2 separate regions of the Pan troglodytes genome follow, and region 2 is linked to region 1. Evidence: chromatin contacts called from public Hi-C data. All regions are on one chromosome and are shown on one strand. Each heading gives the region's core, a stretch centred on a gene start, on an enhancer-like site or on the middle of the called end of the contact. The rest is flanking DNA. Distances are from core to core; before and after follow the strand shown.

Region 1 (5,294 bases), core at 1,456-3,955:
CAATGTATATCTCAACTTAAAATAGCCACATTGCAAGTACTCAATAGCCATATGTCACTATATTGTAAAGGAAAAGGAGCCTGTGACATTGTGATAGAATAGGAATGTATATTTGGTCTCTGCCCTGGTTCCTGAGAAAAAGCTTCTAAATCCCTTGGAATTTCCTGAGTGACAGGGGCATCTTTTGTTCTAATGAGGCAACTCTTGGTGGGCTCCTAGATAGCCTCAGGATGGGGGCTGGTTGCCAGGGGAACCAACCATGTGATTAGAGGATTGGAACTTTTAGCTCCATCCTCTGCCCCCTGACCTCCTGGGAAGGAAGAGGAGATAAGGGTTGAGTTGATCTCCAATGGTCAATGATGTAATCAATCACACCTATGTAAGGAAGCCTCCATAAAACTTCAGAAGGATAGGGTTCAAAGAGCTTCCTGATTGCTGAACACGTGAAGGCATATGGAGGGTGGTAAGCCAAGAGAGGGCATGGAAGCTCCACACCCCTTGCCACATACTGTGCCCCATGCATCTCTTCCATCTGGCTGTTCATCTGTGTCCTTTATGACATCCTTTGTAATGTACGTAAAGTGTTTCCTTGAGTTTTGTGAGCCATCCTAGCAAATTAATATAACCCAGTGACAGGGTAATGGCAACCTGGGACTTGTGACTGGCATCTGAAGTGGGGGACACTCTTGTGAGACTGAGCCCTCAACCTGTGCGATGCGACACTATCTCCTGGTAGATAGCATCAGAATTGAGTTAAATTATAGGACACCCACCAGGTCACAGCTGAAGAACTGGTTGTTGGTGAAGAGCAACCCACACACATTTTGGTGACTAAAGGTGAAGTATTGTGTTCTGTGGTGACTGTGTGTGCACAGTAGCAGAAAAAGTTAGTTCTGTTTTCTTTTTCTTTTCTTTTCTTTTTTTTTTTTTTTTTTTTTGAGACGGAGTCTCGCTCTGTCGCCCAGGCTGGAGTGCAGTGGCGCGATCTCAGCTCACTGCAAGCTCCACCTCCTGGGTTCACGCCATTCTCCTTCCTCAGCCTCCCGAGTAGCTGGGACTACAGGCGCCCGCCACCAAGCCCGGCTAATTTTTTGTATTTTTAGTAGAGACGGGGTTTCACCGAGTTAGCCAGGATGGAATTCTGTTTTCATTAGGAAGTCTTTGACCAATCACTGTAAGTGGCTAAGGGGAAGGAAACTGTTGTCAGAGCAGACCAGAAAACAGCAGTGTCTACCTCCTTGACGGTAGCGGGTATTTAATAAGGAATAAATTGACTTCAATTTAAGCAAAATAAATTCCCTCCATGATAGCTCTCTACAACTTTCAATCTGGGATTATTCGAATGTAGGACAAACTGTCCTTAAATTCTTTAAATTGACAAACAATTGTATATAATTATGGTCGGGCGCGGGTGACTCATGCCTGTAATCCCAGCACTTTGGGAGGCCGAAGCAAGCAGATCACTTGAGGCCAGAAATTCGAGACTAGCCTGGGAAACATGGTGAGAAACCCCGGCTCTACTAAAAACACAAAAATCAGCTAGGCATGGTGGCGGGTGCCTGTAATCCCAGCTACTTGGGAGGCTGAGTCAAAAGAATCGCTTGAACCTGCAAGGCGGAGGTTTTGGTGAGTCAAGATCACGCCACTGCACTCCAGCCTGGGCGACAGAGCAAGACTCCATCTCGAAAGAAAAAAAATGTATATACTTTAATGCAATGGGATACAATGTAATGTTTCAATACATTGTGGAATGATCAAATTAGGCTAATATATCCATCACCTTACATACTTAATTCTTTTTGGTGAGAATATTTTAAATCTACTCTTTCAGCCATTGCGAAATATACATTATGAACTATAGTCACCATGCTGTGCGATATTTCTAAAACTTACTCCTGAAACTTTTTACCCTTTGACCAACATCTCCCCATTCCCCATCTACCCCCCAACACCCCCACAACTGTCTTTCAAAGACAAAGAATTTGACCTCTACTAATGAAGCGTTTATGTAGAAAGACACTGGTAATGTTTAGTTTCCTTCATCCAACCTGCTGCATCTTGTAAGTTCCTGGCAAGCAGAGTTACTTTAGGTCATGCATATTTATAACCTCTCCTTGCCTGCGGTGGTTATTATAGCAACCACACTTCTGGATTATCACCTAACTGGAGTTTCCTCCTCACAGGCCCCACCCTTCAATGTTCAGAGAGGGGCGATTGCCCCAGATTTTATTTAATTGTCAGAGTTTAGGAGGGAGCAATTCACTCTTCCCTACTTCCACTCCATCTTCTCAATCCTACATTTCCATCACTTTTAATTTTATTCTGCCTTGCCTCTTTTTTTATATTTTACATCTTATTTTTGAAATTGTCATTACCATGCCTTGTTTTAAGAGTACACAAGCTCATTATAGTAAAGAGTTTTGGGTGATAACATTTTCTGAAATAAGGGTGAAGAAATATCCTCCCATGTCACAACCGTTGGGAGGGCGGGGGTAGGGATGTTGGAAGGCACGGTCCCTGCTGCTTTCAAGGACAAGACAATTAAGTGTTCCGGTGCTTTTCTGAGGCAGAACATTGAACATCTATTTATGGTGACTGTGACAGTGGAGGTGATTGGTAAATTCACCGCAGGCAAATAACCTTGCCAGTAGCCATGAGGAGTGGCAAAGAATTCTGCAGAAGAGCAAGTCCTTTGCACACAAAACAGCTCGGAAAGTGAAAGCGTCGCTGAAGTGCGGAAGCCTCGCATTTCCTGGGTCCTCTTCCTCCTTCCTTTGCCGTCTCCTGCCCTCCTGTTCTCCCCCTTCCTCTGTGGCTCAGGCAGGACAGACCCCAACTCCCAGCTTCCCTGTTCTCCGCGGGTTCGGAGACTGGGACCCCCGGGCCAGGAGTGCTGGGGGCGCGGTCGGCCAGCCCCGGCTTCCTTCATGGAGCGGCGGAGCTCCACCTCCTTCTCTGCACTGCACTTCTCACATCCTCAGCATCGCGTCCACGAGGCCGCCCGCCCCGCCTCAGAACCGTAACCTCCAGGAGCTGGGTTGAGGAAGGCGCGGAGGACAGGAACCCCGGCGCCGGCAGCTAAGCCTCCAGACGGAGCCCGCCCCTCCGGCCGGTTCCTGCCTCCCATTGGCCCGCGAGCCCGTCCGTCTCCACCGTGGGCCACGCCTTCCCGGCCCCGCGGCTGGCCGGCTCCTCGCGCCCTCCCCTCACCCGGCCGCTCTTCGGGCCGCCTCTGGGTGTGGGGCCGCCCGCGCCAGTGTGAGCCTGAGCTGACGGCAGCTCCGGGAGGCTCGCAGAAGGGGAGGGCCGGGCGGCGCGGGAGCTGAGCATCGCCAGGGCGGGCGGCAGGGCGCGGCCTCTCCGCCGGGTGTACCACCTGTCGCGGCGCGAGACCTCTGGTAAGGCCCGGCGCGGTGGGGCCCGGGCGGGGGTCCGGGAGAGGAGCGGGCGCCGGCCTCCCCTGGCCCGGCCCCGAGAGCCCAGCGCTGCCGCGTCTCCGGCCTCCGCGCGTGCGGCCCCCGCCGTTGCCGGCCTGGAGGTGGGGGCTGGGGGAAGGGAAACGGTCCGCGGAGTCTGGGCTGAGGGCGAGGGACCGGCTACATCGCGGCGACCCAGGTTCCAGCGGCCGCGGCTCTACCCGGCGCGCGATTTCCAGGTTCCTCCGCCCGCTGGTGCCTGGGCGCCCCGCTCTCGCCCGGGAGCGAGGCCCTGGGCCTCCAAACGCCAGCATCTCTTTCTCGCTCTTTCTGCACCCCTCCACAAAAGGACTTCTGTGGCTGGAAACCCTTTGGCAAGTCTATCTCCTTTATTCAGTCGGGCCGAGTTAACGGCAGGAGTTAGGCTGTGTGTGTGGCTCCTCCCTTTAAAAAAAGACTTGCTGCGGGCTGGAGAGTTCTGAGATTGGACCGATTCCGTCTATTATGAAATGCCATCTGTGGACCGGGATTGGCAGGTGTTTCTTTCACGCTGGCGATAACTATCTCTGCATGTGGTGTTACCTAGGTGGTCCTAGGTTTGGACTTTCTTTTTTGGTTCCAGAGATAATTCTAGAAAATTTACGTTGCTTGTGGTGAGAAGCGTGATCAAATTATCACGTGCTTTCTTACAAAACGTTTTATCATCTTCTGTCTGTGGATTTACCTTCCTGATGCTTGTGGCTATCACCTCTAAGCAAAGAGGTGGGCATTGCTATTTCTGTTAGTGTTGCAGTTGATAACGATAACAATAGTAGCATGTATTAATTGCTAGTGACAGGCAGAGCGCTAGTTTCTTCACGGATTATCTCAAAATAACCCTTTGAGGTTGATACTGTTACTGCCTCCAGTTTACAAACCAGGAAACTAAGGTTTAGGTAGGTTAAGTAACTTGCCTAAGACAACAGTTTTAACGTGACAAAGCCTAGATTCAAACTCAAGTGGTCTAACTTCATAGCTGCATCCTCCACCCCCACTCCCTTAAACGTGTATGCTCCTTAAGCATTGCTCATGTTGTTAAGCTAATTGCGATGTTGTACCCATAATTTTGATTTTCAATTTACAAATATTCTGTAAATTAGATGAGAGAAACAGTTGTTTTTAAAAACATACATATAGGCCGTTCGCGGTGGCTCACGCATGTAATTCCAGCACTTCTGGGAGGCCGACGTGGGTGGATCACCTGAGGGCAGCTAATTTTTGTAATTTTAATAGAGACAGGGGTTTCACCATATTGGCCAGGCTGGTCTCGAACTCCTGACCTCAAGTGATCTACCCACCTTGACTTTCCAAAGTGCTGGGATTACAGGCGTTAGCGACCGCGCCTAGCTCCTAATATGACTTTTATCATGCATTAATAGGAAATGTTGGGCTATGCTTCTGTAGAAATATTCTCTTGAGAATAATGTATTTATGCTTAGTAGCTATTCCTGAGAACTGCTTATGGGTGACACCCTTAGAGGGTGTTTATATGTTTTTGTCTTTTAATATATTTATGAAAACAAAATATTCATAAAGGAAAAAACCCATTTACCATTTGGGAACTTCTTTTGTAAAATTAAAAACTTATAGCTATATATGTATAATCTGTATATTAAGTTAAAAACTCTAATTGATTTTGATGAATTTCAGACAAACTAGACATATTTTATTCTCTTTAAGACGGAGTTTTGCTCCTGTTGCCCAGGCTGGAGTGCAGTGTTGCGATCTCCACTCACTGCAACCTCCGCCTTCCGCGTTCAAGCGCTTCTTCTGCCTCAGCCTTCTGAGTAGCTGGGACTACAGGCATGCACCACCATGCCCGGCTAATTTGTGTGTGTG
Region 2 (5,294 bases), core at 1,107-3,606, 150 kb after region 1:
TTGCAGAACCTCCACAAGGCTAAATAAAATAAAATTACATTTGTGACCATCAGAGAACTGAAGAACTATTAACTGGCTGTCCTGGTTTTGCTGAGATCGGGCTGTTGACAGTTCCTGGTTGTCCCACAGCTACCCATGTCAGTTATCTCCACTAACATTTCCAAGAATCTTTGTAGGACAATTTCTCCCCCTGCAAGGTCTTTCAAGTAAGAACTCTTCTTTCCTTTAAGGCAATTAGCCCATTGCCAAAAGGTTTTACTGTCTTAAAGCTGGAACTATCTGAGATCTAATTCCAAGGACTTTTCTACAGCTAAGTGAGATGCCTCACACCAGTATTAGGTGATTCTTCGTGAGGACAGAACAGAGCATTTTCATCTTGTGTTTAAAGCAATTTGTTGGCTTCGGCTCCTCACCACTTTCTATACCAGTCTCTCATTCACGTCCTTAGTAATGCCTATGCCAAAAAAAAAGAAAAAAAAGAAAAAGCTGACGGTGAAACCTACAGGTTTAAGGGCTTAAATCTCAACCTTTGTGTTAGGAGTAACAGGAGTGTGCTGAGAGGGCAAGCAATAAAACAAGTCATACCAAAAGGCCACATTGGTCTCTCCTAAGCCCCAATCCCACTCCACTCCTGTGGCCAGTAGTCCAAACAGAAAATAACTGGAGAAGACGAGGAGGTCAAGGATCAGGGAACTAAACGTTATGTGAATTCACCAGCAAGATGTACAGAACGCTTGCGTTTACATTGTTTTTATGGAACTGGCAGAATAAAACTGATCTATTTTAAAAATGAAAAAAAAAAAAAAAAAGAAAGAAAACACAGTTGCCACTACTTGAGAGGTGGAAGGAGGAGCAGTGTCCCAGGGCAAAGTTGGGTTTCCTTAAGTAAAAAGGTGAAGGGAACCTGAAGGGAAATTCTGAGAAGAGGTTGAGCTTACAGGGAATATTATTTGCATAAATAAATAGATGGTGTGGTAGACTCTAAAGAGGCCCCATATGATTCCCACCTCCTGGTGTTCAAGCTTTTGTGTGTTTCCTTCCCCTTCAGTGTAGGTGGCGCCTGTGATTTGCTTCTGGCCAGCAATGTATGGCAAAGGTGACAGAGTATGAGTGATACTGTGTATGTGATGATGTTACATAAGATTGAAACCAGTGTCTTGCTGAGACTCTTCCCGTTGCTGGCTTCGAAGAGGCAAGCTGCCATATTGTTAGCTTCCCTATGGAGAGCACCACATGGCAAGGAACAGAGGGGGTCTCCAGCCAACAGCCTGCAAGGGACTAAGGCCCTCAGTCCTGTAGCCTGCAAGGAACTGAATGGTGCCAACAACCACATGAACTTGGAAGCAGATCCTTTGTTCCAGCCTCACTTTGTAGAGGACCCAGCTAAGCCATGCCTGGAATCCTGACTCAGAGAATCTGTAAGATCATAAATGTTTGTTGTTTTAAGCTTCTATATTTGTGGTGAGATTGTTATACAGCAATAGGTAACTAATACAGACGGAACAGAAGAAGTTTAGTTATAACAATGTCTCAATTTCTTAAAAACTTCTTCTGAGGTATATTACCTAAGATTCACATATTGATCTGTTACCAAATCATGTTTTGTAATCTATCAGCTGACAGATCTTCCTTCAGTTTTGTTGACAGAAAAGATTTGAAAACTATCTGACTTGAAAAATAATTTAATATCCATTCACTAAGGTCATTTACTTTCTCAGCATAGATACCGATTTTTGAATTGTCCCTTTTGGATTGCTGGGGAGGTTCTGCATTGATCCCATGCACCTTAGTAGTGGGTGAGAATTTTGACTTTCTTTTGTAAGGTGGGAGGACAGTTTTGAAAGGGGATGCTGTGTCCTCAGCTCCTTTCTCAAGCTGGGCAATTTTAGAAAATAGAATATATAGCAATGGAAGATGTGGAAATGAATTCCCTTAAAACTGGTCTCCATAAACCCCAGGGGTAAGAGAACACCAGTTTGGAGCTTTAGGGGCTTTCTGGTAAAAGAGGGAATGGCCCAGGCGGTGATGTGGAGGATAGAATGAAGCACTGAGTATGAGTGGTGAAGGCGTACGGTGGGTGTAGAGATTTTCTGGGCGACGTGACCTAAGAAATGACTTTAGAACTGGCTAATCATTGGTTTTGGAGGGACTAAAAGTAGTTCCCAAGTAGTTCCTGGTTGGTGAAAATAAATCATTAATGCGTTTTAAATGAAAAAGAAATGCATGCGTCTTGTAAAAAATGTGAAATAAAAGAGGCATAAAGTCAAAAGCAGAGCCTATGCCTTCCCCCACCAAACAAACAGGTAACCTAGTTAACAGGTGTGTCGTAGGATTCGAAGTTCCCCTCCAGCTCCGAGAGTGCGCCTACATCTCTTCCAACAAAATCCACTCACACTTGCAACGCCTGGCAAGGCTCTTCAATATGTGATTCCTTGACTGTCCTGTGCGTCTCTCGAGTGTAAACACCTCTGGGGCTCGTGATTCGGGGCTGCCAGAAAGAGAAGGAAGGTGCCGCCAGCGTCTGTTTCTTCCCGAAGTGAACTCCTACAACCTAGCCACCTTCTCCCCAGAGCTGTCGACTGGCTGTTGAAGGCCAATTTTTGTGCCTACGCAGGTCCTCAACACAGAACAAAACAAAAAAACAACAAAGGCCGGGCTAATAGCTATTTATAAACACTTACTGGACGCCCACTCTACGCCGAGCTCTCCCGCGCTCCTTGGGTACTTTTTTGCAACCAGATGCCAATTTCCCTGGCGACCACTCCCTCAAACAGGCCTTCGCCTCCGCCCGCGCTGAGGCCCAGGCCCAGGCCCAGGCCCAGGCCCAGGTCCAGATTCAGAGCCGCCCGCCGGCTGGCGCTGCCCTGTAGGCGCCTGCGCAGAGCGACCCTCCCCGTCACTCGGGGCGGGAGGCGGGGGCAGCCGGGAGAAAGGAAAGCTGCGGGGGAAAAGGGCCAAACCCTGAAATTACCCGGATGTGGTCCCCGCGCGCGCATGCTCAGTGGCCTCTCGACAAGTTGGCAGCAACAACACGGCCCTGGTCGTCGTCGCCGCTGCGGTAACGGAGCGGTTTGGGTGGCGGAGCCTGCGTTCGCGCCCTCCCGCTCTCCTCGGGAGGCCCTTCCTGCTCTCCCCTAGGCTCCGCGGCCGCCCAGGGGGTGGGAGCGGGTGAGGGGAGCCAGGCGCCCAGCGAGAGAGGCCCCCCGCCGCAGGGCGGCCCGGGAGCTCGAGGCGGTCCGGCCCGCGCGGGCAGCGGCGCGGCGCTGAGGAGGGGCGGCCTGGCCGAGACGCCTCGGGGCGGGGGCCGAGGAGCTCTCCGGGCCGCCGGGGAAAGCTACGGGCCCGGTGCGTCCGCGGACCAGCAGCGGCGGGAGAGCGGACTCCCCTCGCCACCGCCAGAGCCCAGGTAACCGCGCCATGTCCCCTCCCCTTCCCCCGGCCGGGCCCGCGCACCCCGCCCGCGGCTTCCCCGCCCCGGGGCGGGCTCCCGACGACGGCGGCGGCGGCGGCGGCGGCGGGGAGCGCGCGGAATCCTCTGGGAGGGCGACCGCGGCCGCCTTACGAGCCGGGCCGGGCGGGCCGGTTGAATGCCGGGCGGCGGTGCCTCGCGTCCCTCCGGCCCCCAGCTCCGCTTGCAGCTCGTGGGAGAATCAAGTTAAACTCGGACGGGACTCCTGCCGCGGCCGCCGCTCCTCTTTGTTGTTCTCAGTAGTTTCACGGTCGCCCCGGCTGAGCGCGTTGGGTCGGCTGGAATGTGTTGCCTTAGGGTCTAAGTGAAAGTTGTAAATTGTTTGTCTAAATTTATTTTCTCCAGCCAATTTCTGTTTTGTCTTTGTCCCCTACTTTCTCTTCCTAGTCTTGTCATGCCAGTTTACGCTTCTGGCTTTGATATGTTTACTTTTTGAGTACTGAGAGTGACAGTGGTATGCAGGACACATGCTTAGCACCTAACTGAATCCCTCCTTGCCCCCAATAAAACATGCTTCCTAATAAAAGACACAGCTGATCTTACTGTTAGCACTGCATGTACTGACAGTGAAATTGGTGTAGGGTGGAGGGCGGTGGCTCCATCACTTGTCCCAAACTGCTGTTAGGATTTCTCAAACTAGATTTTCAAAGACACAAGTGTGTTCAGTTAACCTGAAAGGTTTATTTGCTGGTGCAGAGGCTTTAAAAAGCCCTGTTGAAGATTGATAGCTGTTTCCCTTCAAAAACCTAAGTACGTTTGTTTTTATTTAAAAAAACACATTTATTTCCAAATTAGTTTCTTAATGCATTTAGTTTTTGCACCGTAGTTTAAGGTGGAATTGCCAGTTATTTAGGAATAATAAACACAACAGGATAATAGCGGAATTACCCTGAATTGACTTTCTGCAAACATATAATCTTAGCTAATTTTTGTTAGTAACCTTTGACTTTTGCCAGAATTAGCATCCTTCTAGTCTTAGTAGCAGCTTGGTTACTCGGGTGTTTTAAGAAGTGGGTTCACTCCTTTTTGCTGGCAAAAACCATTTAGTATAAAAAAAAAAAAGATGCGTAATTTCGTAATTATATTTAGAACATGGCATTTGAATAATTTTTATGGTGGATTTCATAAATTACTTTTGCCATACCCTGCAGAGACTAGATAATATATATTTCAGTTGAAATCTAGGAAGTTCTAAAATGTAACTTTTTTCTAATGCTAAGGACTTTCTCTATATTGGAAAGTTCTGATATGATTAGTACATAATATTCCAAACTGTAAAATGATTAACATTTAAAAATACGGTTTTTAAAATTAGTGTTTCTTCCATAATGCTGTCATGATTTTGTTTACTTAAATGGGTTTGTTACAGAACAAATGTAATAGAGATGGACCAAGCATTTGTAATTTGGAGTAGCTTTAGGTCTAAAGACGATGGTGAATTATGTAGGTTTAAGTTGTTGGAATTAAAACTAAAAGCTTCTTTTGATAAAAGTCGTTATAACATTTTGTGACTCTATTAATAGAAGTGGCTTTTTCTTTGCTTTCCAGGTTTTTGGGCGAGTTTTAAAGAAGTATTGCATCTTCGTTTTTTTTATTTTTGAAGTGGGAGTGTATGTTTCTGTTTAGGTCACTGCCTTCATTGTAAATCTTGAGTTTAGAAGAAACCACACTGCAAATCTGTTTTTCAGACTTAATGAAAATTTGTGCCGAGAAAGTCACTTTGAAATATTTTGGAATAAGTTTTACATGAATGATTGATCTTTTATGATAGCTTTGCTGTTTGAAGCAATTCTCCCTCTACTAGGAAGCAGCAAATCTTACTTTT

What was found. Hi-C and Micro-C count contacts between places; a contact is called where the count stands out from the background.
Region 2: a Hi-C map of stem cell-derived neural progenitor cells shows a contact between it and region 1, with 3 times the contacts expected there. The contact joins the promoter of SMAD4 here to the promoter of ME2 in region 1. A contact is called at or near these places in 1 of 7 Hi-C or Micro-C datasets (stem cell-derived neural progenitor cells) and 1 of 1 datasets of contacts at active chromatin or transcription factors (stem cell-derived excitatory neurons).

Annotation. Positions count from the first base shown.
Region 1 is chr17:60,935,854-60,941,147 of NHGRI_mPanTro3-v2.0_pri, forward strand. It overlaps ME2 (malic enzyme 2), which reads left to right and starts at 2,706. Exons shown (of 16, transcript XM_024350844.3): 1 at 2,706-3,398.
Region 2 is chr17:61,087,488-61,092,781 of NHGRI_mPanTro3-v2.0_pri, forward strand. It overlaps SMAD4 (SMAD family member 4), which reads left to right and starts at 2,357. Exons shown (of 13, transcript XM_054671788.2): 1 at 2,357-2,508. It overlaps LOC107969495 (a long non-coding RNA gene), which reads right to left and starts at 2,790. Exons shown (of 3, transcript XR_008540634.2): 1 at 2,682-2,790.